Regions from separate parts of the Mus musculus genome. Here region 2 is linked to region 1. A link is a contact called in public HiChIP or PLAC-seq data. All regions are on one chromosome and are shown on one strand. The core of a region is the stretch at or near the end of the contact, and the rest is flanking DNA. Distances in the headings are between cores, read along the strand shown.

What was found. HiChIP or PLAC-seq counts read pairs in DNA pulled down with a chosen protein or histone mark.
Region 2: a FOXA1 HiChIP or PLAC-seq map of pancreatic cancer cells shows a contact between it and region 1. The contact joins two enhancer-like sites. A contact is called at or near these places in 1 of 115 datasets of contacts at active chromatin or transcription factors (pancreatic cancer cells) and 1 of 9 other capture datasets (liver).

What each region holds. Positions count from the first base shown.
Region 1 is chr5:115,773,921-115,777,090 of GRCm38.p6, forward strand. No RefSeq gene overlaps it. Among named protein-coding and RNA genes, the nearest start is that of Bicdl1, 44 kb to the left of the region's middle. Within about 2 kb of position 1,556, at least 17 of the 459 cell types and tissues checked have an H3K27ac peak or open chromatin away from gene starts, as enhancers often do. A contact at or near this core is called in pancreatic cancer cells, where this site is marked.
Region 2 is chr5:115,536,539-115,539,708 of GRCm38.p6, forward strand. The region is part of intron 1 of Pxn (paxillin); the gene reads left to right. Among named protein-coding and RNA genes, the nearest start is that of Rplp0, 21 kb to the right of the region's middle. Within about 2 kb of position 1,658, at least 78 of the 459 cell types and tissues checked have an H3K27ac peak or open chromatin away from gene starts, as enhancers often do. A contact at or near this core is called in pancreatic cancer cells, where this site is marked.

The DNA of each region.
Region 1 (3,170 bases), core at 306-2,805:
TAAGAGCACTGGTTGCTTCCAAGGGTCCCAGATTTGGTTCCCAGTACCCATGGTAGCTCACAATTGCCTATAACTCCAGTCTGAAGGGATCCCAGACCCTGTTCTGACCTCTTTGGACAACCATATAACACACAAGCATGCACACACACACACATACATATATACATACATACATACATATACATACATACATACATACATACATACATACATACATACATACAGGCAAGACACTCATATATATAAAATAAATCTTTTTTTTTTTTTTTAAGGACACTGTCTTAGTTTGAGTTTTATGTGAAGAGACACCATGATCAGTTGGGGCTGGCTTACACTTTCAGAGGTTCAGCCCATTATGATCACGTATGGCAGGAAGCATGGCAGCATACAGGTAGACATGGTGCTGGAGGAGCTGAGAGTTCTATATCTTGATCCTAAGTCAGCCAGGAGGAGACTAGCCAGGAGACTAGCCTCCATACTGGGCAAAGCCTGAGCATAGGCGACCTCAAAGCCCTCCTACACAATGACACACTTCCTCCAAAAAGGCCACACCTACAAACAATTCCACTCTCTGTAGCCAATCACTCAAACGCATGAATCTGTGGGGGCCAAGCCCATTCAAGCCACCGCAGACACTATCTCCTAGCGAATATCTTGCTCCCCTGCCTCTTACAATCTTTTTGCAACTTTGTTTCCTGATCTTAGGAGCTGGATTGTGTTGCAGATTGTCGATTCAGATGGACTCTCCATCACAGGATGGTCTCTGCATTTGAACCAGTTGTGTTTTGCAGATAGTTTTTGCTACCCTGCTTTAAGCTCTGGGCACACCTCACTATCAGTTCCACCTAGATTCCCTTGAATCCACAGGAAAAACAACAACAACAACAACACACATACACACACACACACACACACACACACACACACACACATATTAAGTATATGTGTGTTTTGCCTGCATATAGGCCTGTGGAGGCCAGAAGGGAACATCAGATCCTCTGGAACTGCAGTTACAGATTGTTGGGAGCCGCTGTATTGGTGCTGAGAATCAAATCTGGGTCCTCTGGAAGAGCAGCTAGTTTTCTTAACTGCTGAGCCATCTCTTGGCAAATGAATGTTTGTTCCTTTTCTATCTGTCTGTCTGTCTGTCTGTCTGTCTCCCTTTCTCCTTCCCTCCCTCCCTCTCTCCCTAACCCCTTCCCTTCCTTTTTCAGATACAAGGGATTCATGCACAATATCTGTAAAAAATTTTTTTATATGTAACATAACTTGAGTACCTCGGATTGCTCAATATAATTTCTATACAATCTATTGTTCTACAGTTCTGTTCTAGGGCAGTCCTTTTTTATTTTAAAAACATTCATTTTCTGGGGTGGGGTGGGGGTGGGGGGTGGTGCGAAGGGGGAGGTGTGGCAAATACCTCTAAAACCCTGTCTCCAAAAACAGCAGCAGTAACAACATTTGAGACTGCGTGGTGCACTGTACCACTTCTGGATGCGAATGATCCTTAATAGGACAGAGGGGATGGACAGGAAGGCCCTGTCCAGTGTTTATCTTGAATGACACCAGTTCGATGTTTATCTTGGGTGAATCATCACCTCTCAGGGCTGAAGCAATTCTGGGCACTGACTAACCTATTGATTTTTCATGGTTTACTATTTTTTTTTCTGTGCTACAGAGCCTGTCATTGGACCTCCAACATACATTACTCCCCTCCCCCCCAGGAGGTTTGCCAGTGTGCCAGTTATAATGTTATTCCTTTCTCTGCCCTTGATAAGCATGTTAACCGTTGGCAGGGATCAGGTTGTTAGAGGGATAATACATTATTTACAGAAGGAAAGAAATCATTCTCAGCCTTCTGAGCTTCAGCCGTTAGCGTCGAATTCCTCATGGTGCAGCCCGCCACCGATTGAATTTGGAAATTGCTTCTCTCCTTCCAGACTCCTGAATTGCATTAGAAGGTCATTTTACCTTGTGGTTGTCTTCATTTTCTCACCTAGAGATGGGAATGGCAATGTCTCCTCTGCCTGGTTGAGCGCCGGTTGGAAGGCAGATGTGGTAATGAGTGTCAGATTTGGGGGAAGTCAAGGTCTTCCACAGTACAGACGGCTGAGGTGGCTGTCTGTTCTAATTTCAGTCCTCTTGCTGTGATAAAATACTCTGACAGAAAAAGCAACTTAAGGGAGGTGTGTGGGGGGGTTTCATTTCAGCTTGCAAAGCATTGTGGGGAAGTCAAGGCAGGACTTCAAACAATAGCCAGTCACATGTCTTCCAGTTCTATTTCTCCACTGGAAACCCTGCTTTGGGGATGATGCCACCCACATTGGGCTAGGTCTTCCCATCTCGGTTAACTTAATGAATTGATCCCTCCATACACACACCCATGACATGCCTCCAGGCCAACCCAATGCAGACAATGTTTTGCTGAGATTCTCTGCCCAGGTGATTCTAGGCTGTGTCAAGTGGCAATTAAAAACCAGCCTCCCGGGCTGGAGAGATGGCTTAGCAGTTAAGAGCACTGACTGCTCTTCCAGAGGACCTGAGTTCAATTCCCAGCACCCACATGGTGACTCACAACCACCTGTAATGGGATCTGATGCCCCCTTCTGGTGTGCCTGAGAAGAGCATCAGTGTATTTACATACATAAAATAAATAAATTTTTTTTAAAAGATTTATTTAAGTACACTGTAGCTGTCTTCAGACACACCAGAAGAGGGCATCAGATCTCATTTCAGGTGGTTGTGAGCCACCATGTGGTTGCTGGGATTTGAACTCAGGACCTTTGGAAGAGCAGTCAGTGCTCTTATCCGTTGAGCCATCTTGCCAGCCCAAAATAAATAAATCTTAAAAAACAAAAAACAAAAAACTAGCCTCACATATCTATCTGTACCAGTAGGCAGTCACATCTGTTGAGAGCTTTCAGAAGCCACATAAAGTTCTACAAAATAGGCTCACAGGTAAATTTGCATGTATCCTATTGCACAGCCATTCTTTCCTTGAGATATTTACAAGTCAAAAATTTCACCAGTATTCTTGGTCATTATGTGAATTGACTATGCCTATGCCAAGTATTAGAATCCTACAGTCACAAAGGAAAAAAGATCCAATCTGAATTATCTGCCTTGAACAAAGAGGGAAATTTCTTGGCTTCCGTGAGAAAACCTTGAGA
Region 2 (3,170 bases), core at 408-2,907, 240 kb before region 1:
GGCAGAGAAACTGTCCTAACTGTTCTATAGCTTAAGGGCCCAGGGGAGAATCTGGTGTGGTCTAGGTCATGGGAGAGGCCACCAAATTACAAAGTACACGCACGTGACATCTCTCCTAGGGATGGGCTTGATTGACTGAGAAACCGTGTTCAAGATAAAGGTCTAGGGAGGAAGAGTCTGGGATAGGCATAATGGTCTAGGGGCCTGGGGTATGTGCTGGCCCCACAGATCACCAGGATATTAACCACACCCACTCTCAGCCTTCTGGGTGGAAGACAGGTACACATCCCTTCCCTTAAAGAGACAAACCTGTGTGCTTGTCATCCCTGGTTTCCCTGATTCTTATCTGTGAGCACAAGGGCCTTGTGTCCTCTACACACCAGAATCCCCAAGAAGTAGGCTCTAAGGAATGGACTTGCCAGAGGGAGAGGGAGAGGGAGAGGGAGAGAGAGAGAGAGAGAGAGAGAGAGAGAGAGAGAGAGAGAGAGAGAGAGAGAAAGAGAAAACGAACTTCCTTCTTCCATGTCCTTTATGTCCTTTATGTAGGCTGTGAGCAGATGGTTCAGTCCGGGTTCAGGGTGGATCTTCCCAACCCAGATCAGAATGAGGGACTGGAGAGATGGCTCAGTGGCTAAGAGCACTTCCAGAGCCCACTAGTTCAAAATTTTAAAAACAAACAAACAAAAGTCCAGATTAAAACTGGGTTTCAGGCTGGAGAGATGGCTCAGTGGTTAAGAGCACCGACTGCTCTTCCGAAGGTCCAGAGTTCAAATCCCAGCAACCACATGGTGGCTCACAACCATCCGTAATGAGATCTGATACCCTCTTTTGGTGTGTCTGAAGACAGCTACAGTGTACTTAGATATAATAATTAATAAATCTTTAAAAAAAACAACTGGGTTTCACTGGGCATGGTGGTACACGCCTTTAATCCCAGCACTTGGGAGGCAGAGGCAGGTGGATTTCTGAGTTCAAGCCCAGCCTGGTCTATAAAATGAGTTCTAGGACAGCCAGGGCTACACAGAGAAACCTTGTCTCGAAAAACCAAAAAAAAACCAAAAAACCAAACCAAAACCAAAGCACTGGGTTTCCCACTTCAACCACGTAGTTGAGGGAAAATTCCTCACAGGTGTTCCCCTGCCTGGGTTTTAGTTAATTCCAGTCAAGGACAACCAAGAACAACCGGGTCTCCCTCCAAGGCCTTGTTTTGGGTAGAATGATGCCCTGTCTGCCATCCCAGCACTGGGTATGACATTTCTTTGTCCTTAGAGTTGTGGGTCCTCTAGTACAGAGCTCCTGCCTGTTCAGCACCTCCCACATGCTAACTGTGCCGTGATTTGATCCCGGTGCCCAGTAGGCACTTGATGCCCGTTTTCTTGTTTGATCTGAACCCTAAGCTTAAAATGATGACATTCCTGGAAACGTGGGGCAGGCAAGACAGCTGAGGCACAGGCCCCTATCCAGGCAGTTCATCCAGAGAGCAGACAGCCTGTCTGCAAATCCCCAAGTGCAGGCTGTAACATCCAGCCACCTGAGGAATGGCTGGGGCCCCAGCTCCGGCCGCAGAACCTGAACCACCTTGGGTTGGACCTGGAGCTCACCGCTCTTGGCACCTGTCCAGCGCCAGGACTCTGCCTTTTGACAGATTGTATCACATGCCTAAGATGTGGCTGGGGACAGCTAGAACAAAGGGGCACCGCTTGGGAAAGAGCTCTGCATGGGCATAGGGTGGGAAGGCTTCGCCGATTCTCCCCTTGGCTGTCCTTTCAGTGGGGGTTGGGATGGGTGGAAGGGAGTTCCGGGGTGCTTACTATCAAGTCTTGACAGCCCAAGTCCAGTCCCTGGGCGCCATATGGTACAGGGAGGGAACTGACTCCCCGAACGTTGTCTTCTGGCCTCGACATGTGGGTGCCCTTCCTCCTCCAGTAATGGGACAGTCCTGCCATTGAGTGCTGGGCTCCAGTGCAGGTTCCTGGCTTGAAGGTGGTATTGCCTCAAGCTGTAGCCCGAGCAAGGTACAGCTATAAAATGGGGTGCCTGTGCCCTGCATTTGCAGAAGAGATAGTGGAAGCTGACTGAATGTGTCCCTCTGGGTCTGTGGAGCTTGAACTTCATGCTACCCTTAGATTGCACCTCCAGATGTCCCAATTTGCATGCCCAGGGTCTTGGCACTCAGGCTGGTTTCCGTGCCAGCTCTGTGCCGCCGGCTCTAGCTTCTCTGAGACTGAAACTTCCCACTGTGCCTGGGGACTCCCTAGTCTTTCCCTAGCTCAGCAAGAAAATTCTGCGGTTGCACGAGGTTACCCCTGGTAGCAGGAAGGTGATAGACCAACGGCTCCCTCTGGTGGTGAGCAGCGGAAGGCCCGCACGCTTACTCAACAGTACACAGCACTGTGAGTTTTGCCATCCATACCCAGGGCTGCACAGACCTGCCCTCCCGCCCCCCCCCCCCCGTGATTTTTGCTTTCCCCCTCTAGTGGATTCAAGCTTTTGGTTCGGACTTTAGTTGAAATGGTGTCAAGCCTGGACCCAACAATTTAGTGGGGTGATGCTGATGCACTCTGAGGTGCCCCAGCTCTGGGCCCTTTAGTCTGTGAGAAGAAGGACACAGGTGGTGATGGATCTTTGTCTGACCTCTGTATGTACTAAAGGATGGGGCCATTGAGGCGTGAGGTGAAGGAGTTTCTAACACCCCTTGTATATTTAGAGCTAGTGAAAGGTTGTAGCCACGGCTGAAGCCTGGGGAAGCCTGGCAGGTAGGGAGGCTGCTTTGTGAAGCCTCATCCTGGCTGTGTTTACTGAAGCCAGGGGAGGAGTTTGCTGGGTTTTGGGGGCTTTAGCCTTTAACAGCGGCCGATGGGACCGCTAGGCTAGGTGTCTACAGCACAGGACCCAGAGCCTCAGAGGCTGTGTTTAGGTGGCCTCCTGTATTGCTGTACCAACTAGTGAGGGGCCCTGGGGCACGGGGACTACAAGTCTATTCAAGCCACAGGTAAGGACTAAGTTAGGGTACAGAGAGAGGAGGAAACCTTGTCGGAGGCTGTGCTTGGGTAAAGTTCCGCTCTCTCAGGTAGGCAAACGTTTAGAGGAAATTGGGAAATCATTTTTTTTTTTTTTTTTTTTTTTTGGTTTTTGTTTTCTGAGGCAATGTTTCTGTGTGTAGCCCTGCC